Regions from separate parts of the Mus musculus genome. Here regions 2, 3 and 4 are each linked to region 1. A link is a contact called in public HiChIP or PLAC-seq data. All regions are on one chromosome and are shown on one strand. Each heading gives the region's core, a stretch centred on a gene start, on an enhancer-like site or on the middle of the called end of the contact. The rest is flanking DNA. Distances are from core to core; before and after follow the strand shown.

What was found. HiChIP or PLAC-seq counts read pairs in DNA pulled down with a chosen protein or histone mark.
Region 2: an H3K27ac HiChIP or PLAC-seq map of extraembryonic endoderm stem cells shows a contact between it and region 1. The contact joins the enhancer-like site here to the promoter of N4bp2 in region 1. A contact is called at or near these places in 7 of 39 promoter capture datasets (cranial neural crest, embryonic stem cells, liver and 2 more), 2 of 115 datasets of contacts at active chromatin or transcription factors (extraembryonic endoderm stem cells and pancreatic cancer cells) and 2 of 9 other capture datasets (adipose tissue and pancreatic islet).
Region 3: a contact with region 1 is called in an HNF4G HiChIP or PLAC-seq map of pancreatic cancer cells. The contact joins the enhancer-like site here to the promoter of N4bp2 in region 1. A contact is called at or near these places in 3 of 39 promoter capture datasets (the C10 cell line, pre-B cells and stem cell-derived epiblast-like cells), 1 of 15 datasets of contacts at CTCF or cohesin (the NIH/3T3 cell line), 1 of 484 Hi-C or Micro-C datasets (nephron progenitors), 4 of 115 datasets of contacts at active chromatin or transcription factors (T-cell acute lymphoblastic leukemia, large pre-B cells, microglia and 1 more) and 2 of 9 other capture datasets (liver and pancreatic islet).
Region 4: a contact with region 1 is called in a FOXA1 HiChIP or PLAC-seq map of pancreatic cancer cells. The contact joins the enhancer-like site here to the promoter of N4bp2 in region 1. A contact is called at or near these places in 3 of 39 promoter capture datasets (the 3T3-L1 cell line and the C10 cell line), 4 of 484 Hi-C or Micro-C datasets (B cells, the Ba/F3 cell line, myeloid progenitors and 1 more), 7 of 115 datasets of contacts at active chromatin or transcription factors (T-cell acute lymphoblastic leukemia, acute myeloid leukemia, bone marrow-derived macrophages and 4 more) and 2 of 9 other capture datasets (adipose tissue and liver).

The regions. Positions count from the first base shown.
Region 1 is chr5:65,761,794-65,764,812 of GRCm38.p6, forward strand. N4bp2 (NEDD4 binding protein 2) reads left to right here and starts at 1,728. Exons shown (of 20, transcript NM_001024917.1): 1 at 1,728-1,797.
Region 2 is chr5:65,456,680-65,459,557 of GRCm38.p6, forward strand. All of the region lies in intron 3 of Smim14 (small integral membrane protein 14), which reads right to left. Among named protein-coding and RNA genes, the nearest start is that of Ugdh, 22 kb to the left of the region's middle. Within about 2 kb of position 1,387, at least 115 of the 459 cell types and tissues checked have an H3K27ac peak or open chromatin away from gene starts, as enhancers often do. A contact at or near this core is called in adipose tissue, extraembryonic endoderm stem cells and pancreatic cancer cells, where this site is marked.
Region 3 is chr5:66,057,741-66,060,594 of GRCm38.p6, forward strand. All of the region lies in intron 3 of Rbm47 (RNA binding motif protein 47), which reads right to left. Among named protein-coding and RNA genes, the nearest start is that of Gm40310, 49 kb to the left of the region's middle. Within about 2 kb of position 1,296, at least 31 of the 459 cell types and tissues checked have an H3K27ac peak or open chromatin away from gene starts, as enhancers often do. A contact at or near this core is called in pancreatic cancer cells, where this site is marked.
Region 4 is chr5:66,088,953-66,092,103 of GRCm38.p6, forward strand. All of the region lies in intron 3 of Rbm47 (RNA binding motif protein 47), which reads right to left. Among named protein-coding and RNA genes, the nearest start is that of Gm26725, 60 kb to the right of the region's middle. Within about 2 kb of position 1,384, at least 107 of the 459 cell types and tissues checked have an H3K27ac peak or open chromatin away from gene starts, as enhancers often do. A contact at or near this core is called in the Ba/F3 cell line, acute myeloid leukemia, adipose tissue and 4 more, where this site is marked.

The DNA of each region.
Region 1 (3,019 bases), core at 478-2,977:
ATTATTAAAAGTATTAGCTGGTAGCATTTTGCCATTCTACATATTCATCTGGTATTTTAAATACTACTTTCACACAATTAATTATAACCAATTATACTCTAGTCAACTGGAAGACTGCAGAGGTGGAGTTGCACCCCTGAGAAGTAGCACCCCTGTCTGGAGACTCAGTAATTCAGACTCTTACATGTCTCCTTTGAAACTACAGGACCTAAGCTGGAGAGAGAATGAATGTGATAAACAATCCATTTATTCCAATGCTGTCTCCTCCTTTGAAAGATGTGTTGTACTTTTCCTATTGGCTTAGAATGTGAGCCAATAAGGAAAGAGGAGTCCTTGGAAGTATTCATAAAGCAAGCCTGGCATTGTGCACACTGGTAAAGATGGCTTTGTTCTTTACATCTGTGAGAATTTTATGGGTTTGATACTTTTCTTTTGACATAGTAAGCAAAAGTAATTCAGATTGGGTGGTGCTGTCCCTTGAAATATATTTTCTAATGTTTAAGAATTCCCCCCTTTTATTATTTGGACTTAAGATGTGATAAATCCTTAACAGATGTTCAAAAGAAATTCAAGAACTTAAATACAAGTTTTTATTATCACGTTGAACATATTTCAGATGAACAAAATTAATATAAATTTGCTAGGTTTGTTTGAAGTCTATAATTACTAAGTTTCTTTCATTTCAAAAGTGGCATATATTACAGTTATTAGGCTCCTAATAGCTGCTTAGAAACAGATTAATGTTAGGTTCTCAGCAGTAGCTACTTACGCTCGGGATTGTAGACTATTAAATTTCTTTTGTTTACCATATTTAGAATAAGCCTTAATAAAGATGTTTGTATAGTATATATTTTTAAACACTGAAACTCAAGAGATCTCTAAAAAGACAAAGAAAATAAAAAACACATCCATTCATATTCTTTTCTGTGTGGGAGATTTCATTAGAACATTTATTTGCTTAAGTACACTAGTTTCTTTGCTTAAATACACCAGTTTCTAGAAAAAACCCCACTAGACCATTTGCTCATTGAGTGTGAGAATGTTCAAGCCAGATCTAAAGGGATTTTTTTCACTTGTATTCTTTCCAAATCTACATTCAGTTTAAATAATTGCCATAACAATTGACAGATAATCTGTCTCTCTGATGTGGATGAATATCAAGAGGTTATTTTACTACGGGGGGGGGGGGCAGTGAAAAATACAAAGTAATTGCAAAGAGAGAGGAAAGTCCAGGAGAAAACAGACACAAAAACAAAAAGAACAAAACTAAAAACTCCGAAACGACCAGTAGCATCATTAATCAGAAGGCTAGAGAGAGACACACACTTTTGTACTCTGATCGTTTCATGTCAGGACAGAACAAATTAAGCAAGGAAGTCAGAGTCCAACAAGGAAAAACATGGAGCGGGCTTAGGGGACGGGCTAATCATCCAGGATCGTTAACAGGGAAAGGGAACACTGTTGCTTTTTCTTGGCACCTGAAAACTCCAGCTCCACACTGGCAAAGGCCGCAGCTCTTTTGGGCTCAGGCCAGCGGGTTCCGACCGCACGTTGGCGGCGCGGGCTGGATCCCGGCAGCCTCCGTCCCGGTTGCTGGGGCCGCGGGGCCCTTTGTTCCCGCGGGGCGCCGCCGCCCGTCCGCCCCGAGTGAGCGGGCCCCCGTGGGGGACAGCGCGGGGCCCATCGCCTCGCCCCGCCGACCTCGCAGCTGCAGTCCCGCCCGCCCCAGCTCCTAGTTCCTCCCTCGCTGCCCAGGGCCAGAACGACCTTGTTTTGCTTTTCGGGCTCGGGAGAGAGGTGAGGGTTAGACCCGGCCGCGGCTCACCGGGGCGCTTACACGGGCAGCAGTAGGGGGGGTCCCAGCGCCTGCCTTTCCCCGGAGCCCTCGGGGGACAGCGGCGGGCCGCAAGCTTCCGGGAGAGCCTCGGGGGGCCCCGCGGGTCCCGGGCTGCGCCTCCCGCCAGGCCCGGGACTCACTTCTCGTAACGGAGCCAGCGAGGCGCCAGCACCGGTGGGCTCGGGTCTCCGGGCCGGCGCCGTGGCGGGCGCGGGCCGACGCATCCTGGAGAGCCCGGGGTGGGTGGGTGGGGGGTGTGCGGAGCAGCAGAGGTCGCGGCCCCGGGGCGGGGGCGGAGATCCACCTGGCTACGTGGCAGCCATTGCGGCGGCCGCGAGACCCCTCCCCACGCGGCCGCCCACCCGCCCTCTCGCGGCGGGCTCCTGCGCGGCTGCTCTTCCCCGGTCGGACGGAGAGCGGCAGTGTGTCCTCGCTCCGCACGCTCGCTGCGTCTCCCCCACCCCCGCCCCGCGGACACAGCTGCTCGCCAGCCCCGCGCCGCGCCGCGCCGCGCCGGAGAGCGTAGTGGCTGGCGGCGGCGGGAAAGGGTTGCGGACCCGCGGCGCTTACTCGACGACACGGCCCGGGGGCTTCGACGCCCCGCTCCCGCAGCAGGTAAAGGCGGAGGTTGGCGAGGCGGGCGGCGGGACTCGGGGAGGAAAAGAGCGGGAGGGGATCCCGGGAGCGCGGAGTCCCAGAGGAGGAGGGCCCGAGGCGGGCGGCGAGCGAGAGACGCGGCAACCCCGGGCAGGCACGGGCCGGGCGGGCGGGCGGGCGGAAGGGGAGTGAGGCGTCGCGGGAGGCGGGCCCTGGCGCGGGGCCCGAGGCCGAGCGAAGGCGGGCGCCGCGGCAGCTTCCCCGGCAGCTCCTCCAGCGCCTGGCGGGCCTCCAGGCCCCGACACACCCCTCCCGCCCCCGGATTCTCCGGGTGCCTTCCCGCCCCGACTTGACCTCGCGCCCCTGCGAGCGCCCCGCCGTTTTCCCAGGCCGAGCCTTGTGGGAACTTGGGCCGCCTGCCCGGGCTGGTAGTGCCCGTAGAGCTGTTTATTTACTCACTTCCAAACCACACGCACGCACGCTCGCTCGCAAGCTCACTCCACACCGGCAGGCTGGCCTCCCTCCGGGCGGGTGCGCCCGCGACCCTCACCCCTTCCCATCCGTAACTTTCCCTCTCGCTCTCCG
Region 2 (2,878 bases), core at 137-2,636, 310 kb before region 1:
GCTAACGTGCAGTTCGGTGGTGGAGCACTGGCCTAGTGTGCATTGAGGACTTGGGTTTGATCTGTAGCACCAAAAGAAACAACAGTTTTTGAAAAATATTCTACAAAGCCCTAAAACGTTCTTCATGTTCAGACAAACCTCTGAACTGCCTTTAAAAGTGGTTGTATGAAAAACCTAGACTTGTTCTTCAGATGGCCACCTTTTGTAATGAAATAGCCATGTCCACTGGTAACTATAAAATGCAGGGGCTAGAGGAAGGTGCCAAAGCGGCAGGGTTTAGATCTAGACTGGGAAATAGGGAGGGAGGGAGATCACTGCCGTGATGCTGGGGATCTGGAAGGGAGAAGGGTCTGCCTCCAAGTGCCCCTGCCTTCACCGAGCTGAGAACCAAGACTGACATAGATGTCCAAGTAAGACAGTCTCTACATACATAATGGCTGGACACGGGACAGCAGAGGGTGGTACCACTGAGAAGGGAAAAGTGTCCACAAAATGTAGATAGAGTGAAGCCAGCAGGACAAGGCTTTGCAGCTAAAAGCACCGCCTCCAAGCCTGAAGATCTGAGCTTGGCTCCCCACCCCCACCCCCTCATACAACCAAATTGTTTTTTTATATAGCAAACGCAGAGTGAGAGGCAGCTGGAAGCAATCTTAGTCAGGAGCCAATGGGATGTGTTTACTGCTGACTCCTGCAACTGGAGTGAGGTTCAGAAGCCAGGCAAGACGTGGAGACCAGAGAGACTTAGTCGCAGAAGCAGCCAGTCACAGCCAGAGCATAGGACTCACAGGTCAGAACAAGGACCTTCAAGTGTGCTTCAAACAGAAAGCCCCTGAAAAGTTTTAGGTGAAAAGAAGCCAAAAGCAAACTCTTACTTGTTCAAGCCAATTGTGTTATGAATAACAGCAGCAGGGAGCTAAACTGGGAGGGAGTTAGGAACAGGCAAGGCTGGGCATGGTGGCACTCGCCTTCAATCCCACCACTTGGGAGGCTGATTCTTTGTGAATCTAAGGTCAGCCTGTTGTACACAGTGAGTTCTAGACCAGCCAAGGGTACAAATAGGTAAGGCCCTGTCGCAAACAAACAAATAGACAGAAAGACAAACAAACAGACCCTACTATAATGGCCTAGATATGAGGTGGTAAACAGAGAGGAGGCAGAACGAGGTGCTATCAAGTAGAGTGTTGGTTACATCCTGAAGGTAGATATAAAGGACAGGCCTGAGAGCCAAGGGTCGTTTACAGAACAGACAAAGGAGGAAAAGCAGCCGTGACAGAGCTACCAGAAGCCCAATTCTGAAGATTTGAGATTGCCTATGAAACACCACAGTGGACATGTCCACAAGACAGTCACCAGCACACACATCATGAGTCATGAGACTTGAGAACGTCATCAAGGGAGTGTAGGGAAGGAACAGCTCCAGCGAATGAGCTCATGAGGCCGGGGGATAAAGAAAACAGAGTGGTTGAAGACAAAGTAATTGGAAAGTTAGAACTGGGGGAAATAATAGCTAGAGAGTTGGAAAACTGCAAGCCTGAGCAGTTACAGGTTCTGAGTAGATAAGCAAAGGCTTTGTCTAGAAACAGAAAAGATAGGAGATTATGTCAAGGGTTGTGCTGGGTAGGGAGCTCCAGCAATCAGTGCTTGTCATGCAAACAATCAAAACCCATGTGAAGAAGGAGGGCATGGGGCACACTTGTAACCCCAGTGCTGGGGAAAGGAAGACGGGGAATCACTCCCTGGGGATCACTAGCTGACCAAGCAGCTGAGCCGACTCAGAGAGCCCCAAAATCCCACTTAGAGACCCTGTTTTTTTTAAAAAAAAAAAAAAAAAGGTGGAAGGCTTATGAAAAAGGACATCTGAGGTAGACGCCTGACATCCATATTCATGTGTGTATACATGGCATGTGCACCAGCACAAAGGTGCTTCTGCACACACAAACACACATCACAACATAATAAATACAGCTGTATATATTGATACAGAACTTAATGCTATCGCCCAAGAGGCAGGAGCAGAGGGCAGATCTCTATGAGTTAAAGGCCATCCTGGTTTATGTTTATGTAATAGACTCCAGTATAGCCAAGACTATAGAGACACAGTCTCAAGATAAATAAGTAATTGAACAAATAAATAGCTGGGCAGTGGTGGCGCACGCCTTTAATCCCAGCACTTGGGAGGCAGAGGCAGGCAGATTTCTGAGTTTTAGGACAGCCTGGCCTACAGAGTGAGTTCTAGGACAGCCAGGGCCACACAGAGAAACCCTGTCTTGAAACAGAGAGAGAGGGAGAGGGAGAGAGAGAGGGAGGGGGAGGGAGGGAGAGAGGGGGAGAGAGAGAGAGAGAGACAGAGAGAGATGTAGGCCAAAAGTTAAGTTTCAATAAAAACAAATAATATAAAGTGGCAGAGAATTATCAAAGAGAAAAACTATTGGTGCCTTTAACAAACATGCAAGAGAATCAAAACTTAGAACTTAAAAATCCAAACTATATTCACTGACTGATGTCAAAGCTTAAATAAAGTCTGCAGAGAGGAACATAAATACTTCTCTACCATTTATCCTTTTAGCTTATGTTTACATTGTTTTAGACCTCTCCAGAAGTTGGTTCTATGAATAACTGAGGAAATGATTTTTTTTGGAGACAAGATCTCATGTATGCCTGGCTGGCCTCTAACTTACTGAGTAGCAAGGAACTGACCTGGCACTTCTGACCCTTTCAGCCTTTGCCTCCTCAGTGCTGGGATTATAGGTGTGCAGGTCTGTATATATAGATATGTATATATACATATGTATATTGGTATATTTAGTGCTGGAGGTCAAATCTGGGATTTCATATATGCTAAAATAGCAGAATTGAGAGGACCTGCATAAACACACAC
Region 3 (2,854 bases), core at 46-2,545, 300 kb after region 1:
AGCACCCGACTGCTCTTCCGAAGGTCCGGAGTTCAAATCCCAACAACTCTTCCGAAGGTCCGGAGTTCAAATCCCAGCAACCACATGGTGGCTCACAACCATCTGTAACAAGATCTGACTCCCTCTTCTGGAGTGTCTGAAGACAGCTACAGTGTACTTACATATAATAAATAAATAAAAAGAAAGAAAGGAAGGAAGGAAGGAAGGAAGGAAGGAAGGAAGGAAGGAAGGAAGAAAGAAAGAAAGAAAGAAAGAAAGAAAGAAAGAAAGAAAGAAAGAAAGAAACCGCAGACCAGTCCGGAGAAAGAAGACATAGACATTATGAAATCAATCATATCAGCTATTTTTACTTACTTCGGGTGTTTAAATTTTTATTATGGGGTATATGTGTATGATAATTGAGGAAGGGTTTGAGCCAGGTTGGGACAGAGATGAGAGGACATATTTGTTGAGTCTATTCTCTGATGGTATTTGTGTGGGTCCTGGAGGGTTGAACTTGGGTCAGTGGGCTTGGGTGGCAAGGATTTTACACTTTGTGGTTTTCCTGAGCCTGGGTCTAATATATATATATATATATATATATATATATATCGCCAAAGCTAGCTTCAGGCTTTGTACCTGAAGACGACCTTGAACTCCTGATCCTCTCTCTGGGATATGGGTGCTGGGATTTGGGTGTGAACCACACTGTCCAGTTGCCAGTGTGAACTGTCATGATCATGGGGCCTTTTTCATGCCAGACAAGCACTCTACTACTGAGCTGGGTTCATAGACTATTTTATTTATTTAATGTGTATGAGCACACCATTGCTGTCTTCAGACACTCCAGAAGAGAGCATCAGGTCATCTACAGATGGTTGTGAGCCACCATGTGGTTGCTGGGAATTGAACTTAGGACCTCTGGAAGAGCAGTCGGTGCTCTAACTGCTGAGCCATCTCTCCAGCGCCCATAGATATTCTAAATACAGGGAAAATCTGATCAGGCCAAATGAAACCTTACTAAGGTAGTATTATTTATAAACTTTAACTCATCTATAAGTTAAAATAGAACCACAATGTAAAGACCATGCCAATATGTATTTGCTTTTATATATAATAGTAATATATTGCTTCTAGAAATACATTTGATAATATTTAATTATTTGCAGGGGGGTGAGGGAGGGAGGGCAGGCATAAATGAGTGGAGATCAGAGGACAACTTGCATTAGTCAGTTCTCTCCTTCCACCATGAGGTCTCCAGGGATCTGAGTCATGTCATCAGGCTTGTGGCAAGTGCTCTTATCCTCTGAGCCACCTCAGCTACTCATTCGGTACTATTCTGAATTCCAAAAGCTTTGCTGTAACTACCGTTTGCATCAGTGCATGACTAAGATATGAGAGAAAGAAACTGTTCCTATGCATGTGTGCATGCGCACACAGCATTGAAGTATTAGCCTGCACCAAACACTGGCTCGGAAGCCACATAGCCGGGTTAATAGTGTTAGCAACAGCTGGCCATGAACCTAATTACACCCCACTGGAAAGGACACGGGATATACAGAAGTTCCCACAGACCTCTTTCCTCCAGTTAGACTGTCAAATACCCCAACATAGCACTCAGCATAAAATACAGTATATATCGGAGCAAAGTATAAATAAAGTTGGAGATATTTCATCTTAAAATTTAAAAATGGAGCCAGGAGTTAGTTCAGTGGCATAGTGTTTGCATACCTTGATCAAAACACTGGTTTAGATCTTCAGCACACCAAACAGACAAGACCATGGGGGGAGCTTTGACCTCAAAGGTGGTCCTCTAAACCATCACATCACACTGGGTGGATTTATGTAAAAATTGAAACTCTGACCCGGCAGACTAGCTGTCCTAGCTTGCTTTTTGTTGCTGTGATAAACACCAAAATTAACTTAGGGAGGAAAGGGCTTATTTGGCTTACACATCCACGTCACAGTCCATTATGGAGCCATGTCAGGGCAAGAACTCAAGAAGAAGCTGGAAGCAGAAACTGAGGCAGACCATGGAGGGATGCTTTCCATGGCCGGCTTTCTTGGCCTGCTTTCTTATACAATTCAGGACCACCAGGCCAACAAGGACACAGCACCGTGGGCTGGGCCTTCCACATTATTGTGGTGGTTTATATGAGAAGGGGCCCCATAGGCCATTTCATATAAGAATGCTCAGTCCACAGTGGAACTGTTTAGGAAAGTTTAGGTGTGGCCTTGGCAGGTAGTGGTCACTTCAGGTGGATTATGAGGTTTCAAAAGCCCAGTCAGTGTCCTTCTCTGCCTTGTGCTTGTGGGTCAGGTGTGAGCTCTCAGCTCCTTCTCCAGCACCATACTTGCTGGCCTGCGTGCTGCCACACTCCCTTGCCATGATGATCATGAACTGATAACCCTCTGAAACTGTAAGCAAGCCCCCAATTCAATGCTTTCTTTTATAAGTTGCCATGGTCACGGATGTCTCTTCACAGCAAGAAAAGCATATCTTACAAGAGTTAATCAAGAAAAAAAAAAAAGCCTTTTACAGACATGTTCTCAGGCCAATCTGATGGAGGTAATTCCTACATTGAGGAATTTCCAGGTAACACTACTTTTGTCAAACTGACAACATTTAATGAACACAGTAGCATACACCTGGTATCTAAGTACTTGGAAGGTGAAGACAGGAGGATCAGGAGTTCAAAGCCAGCCTGGGCTACACGAGACTTATCTCAAAATAGACCAAAACAAAGCCTGCAAAGTCTCAACTGAAAAGTCACCAAACTTAAGACTGATTTTAAAAGGGAAAAAAACAAAGATACTCATTTCTTTGAAGAGTAAAATAGTAATTAATAACAACTACCATTCACAGAGTTCATTT
Region 4 (3,151 bases), core at 134-2,633, 330 kb after region 1:
TAGTATCAGCCGTGGGGGTGAGTTGGGAATTTTTCCAAATTGGTACAGGCAAACCAAAGCAAGCAGGAGCATTGTTATAAACCAAAGTCCTGTTTCCACATCAGCATGGCCCCGTCCCCTGGGTATACTTAATAATCTTGGACTCCATAGCAAACAAATTAGGGGAAGGTTTGGTTTTTTGTTTGTTTGTTTTGTTTTTTAATGATCCAGTAAGAGGAGAAAGATATACACGCTACTGTTACATGATCAGCAAAATCCAAAAAAAATAGATTGACCAACAGCCAAGAAGAGAGGGCTACCTCCCATTACCAATCACTATAATACAGAAAACAGCAACCAGGGAAAGACACCCCCTCTTTCACTTGGGAAAGATTTCCTTTAGCAAAGGCAAGTCAACTTTCTTTTTTTTTTCTTTTTCTTTTTCTTTTTCCTTTTCTTTCTCTTTTTCTTTCTCTCAGGCTTGTTTTATGCATAGGAGCATTTTGCCTACATGTAGGTATGGTACCTAACGAGGTCAGAAAAAGATGTCAGATCTTCTAGAACTGAAGTGGTTGTGAGCTACCTACCATGTGGGTGCTGGGACCCGAACCCGGGTCCTCTACAAGAGCAACAGGCTCTTAAGTACTGAGCACTGTCTGGCCCTTCCATTGCACCTGTCTTTCCTTCCTCCTTCTATCCTCCTGCCTGTGTTTTCTTCCCTCTCTCCCTTCCTGTCTTTTTCTGTTTCTTCTCTCTCTCTCTCCCTCTCTCCCCCTCTCTCTCTCCCTCTCCCCCCACCCCCCTCTTTGGCTTATCCTGACTGTGGAGTTTTATCAGAGGTACGGCAGGTCAGATTACGCTAACAGTAGTTGTGTACACAGAACTTTAGTGGATGCGGCAAAGATGAGAGAAAAAAAGGTGATGGTGAGCAGAGGCCCAAACTGGAGTCTTAATGAAGAAGAACGTTTTAAATGGGGACACTTGGTACCACAGGAGAGAGCAGGTTTAGGGACAAAGCAGTTTGGGGACAGCCAAGGGCTCTGGACATCTGGCTTACTGGTACCAGAGGGGACTCAAGGCACCAGAGAGAAGAAAAGTCCAAGTCATTAAGAGAAGCCGTCTGGGCCAGACTGGCAGTGCTGCTCCCTGAGTGCAGACCCTAGCTCAGGACGGCCCTGTGCCTTGCCTCCTCAGAGAGGCCCCTATCTGTTCGCTCAATCCAGACCTTCCAGTGTCGAAAGGCTTGGGACAGACGGTGGCTTGCTACAACCACGGGCTATTTCTCATCTTTCACCTTCAATGTGCCTTCAGATTCGATTCTTGGGGCTGCCAGAAACTGTGACTCATCAAATTCTCAAGCCAAGAGCACAAGGACAGCCTCTGGCCTCACTTTGCAGACCCAGCCTGCTTCCCAGTCTTCACATACAGAGGTGGCAGGTCCCCGTGGTCCTGTTCTCACCAGCCAGGCTGCTTGCCTTTGTCTGCTGTCAGTATTGTCTAACGCACAGAGAACACAGAGCTTTAACTGTGTGCTAGCCTCGTTGTCCTTGTGCCCCCCCCCCACACCCCCAATATAGACCTGTCCTGGAAAGTGGTCAGTATTAGTTTAGTGTGGTAATGTGACAAGTTTGAGGCTAACCAGGGCTACATAATGAGTTTCAAGCTCTACATAATGAAACATTGTGTCAAAATTTGAACAACCACAATAGCAAATAAGGGTAACAATGTAGTCCAAGTCATAGCAAATGCTTTCTCTGCTAAGAGGCAAATGGTAACTATTTTAGGGATTTGCAGGCCACCCAGTTTCTCTTACATAATTTCCTTCCTTTTCTCCCACCCCACCAAAAATATAATACAGGCTGGGGAGATAGTTCAGTGGATGAAGGGTTTGCCACACACACAAAAGTTAGAACCTGAGTTCAAATCCTGATAACCTGGGTAAAGCTGGACACAGAAACACTCTCTAGAACCCCAGAACTCCTACAGTCATATGGGGCAGGACAAAAGAGTTCCCAGAAGCTTGAGGGTCAGCAAACAAATCCTGTCTCAAAATAGAAGATAAAAACCACCACATGTTAACTCTAAATGCACACCGTGACTCACACATGTGTGCACATGTGTACATAAGCATATACACACATTATATTATATATGTGTGTATGTATATATGTATATGCATGTGTGTGTATATATCAACAACAAGTCAGGAGGCTAGGAAGATGGCTCAGTAGTTGTGAGTGTTTGATGGACAAGCATGAAGACCAGGGTTGTGCTGGTTAACCCCAGTACTGTGTGGGCCAGAGACAGGGGGACCACTGGGACTTGCCGACTGACAGCCTAGTTAGATCCCAAGCTTCAGTTTCTGTCTCCAAAGAAGAAGGTGGAAAGTAAACGAGAGGGGACTGAACAACCTCCCATGGACCTCACTCACCCGTGCACACAGGCACACTGATGATAAATCAAATCACACACACACACACACACACACACACACACACACACACACACACTCACACACACACACACACACATACACTTCTATAGGCCAGAGGACTACCATCTACACTCACCATATATTGACATTTAGATACATCCTCTTTCAGTTTTTTCCTCTTTCCTGGCTACTGTAGCAATGTGAGTCTAAAACGATACATTGGGCTAGGAGGGTGATTACAGCATCAAAAGACCTAAGCTCAAAGCTTGGCTAGTCCATTGGGTCCTGGCCTTAGTTTCTTAATTTTAGAATCAATGAGCTATTCTACACAAAGGTGTTAACCTCCCTCCTAAATTTTTTTCCAATTTATTTATTTTATTTATATGAGTACACTATAACTGTCTTCAGTTACACCGGAAGACAGCATTGGACCCCATTACAGATGGTTGTGAGCCACCATGTGGTTGCTGGGTATTGAACTCAGGACCTCTGGAAGAGCAGTCAGTACTCTTAACCGCTGAGCCATCTCTTCAGCCCGAAGATATGGTTTTTTGAGACTGTCATAGAGACCCCAGGCTGGCCTCAAACTTACTGTGTGAATTAAGTTTGCCTGGACTCTAGCTATCTCATTTATATTTCAGGGTCTAGGCTCTGTCACATATAACACAGTTTGTTATTTCCACTGACATTAGAGGACACCTATGGATTCTGGCTGGAATGTCCAAAGGATGGATGCCC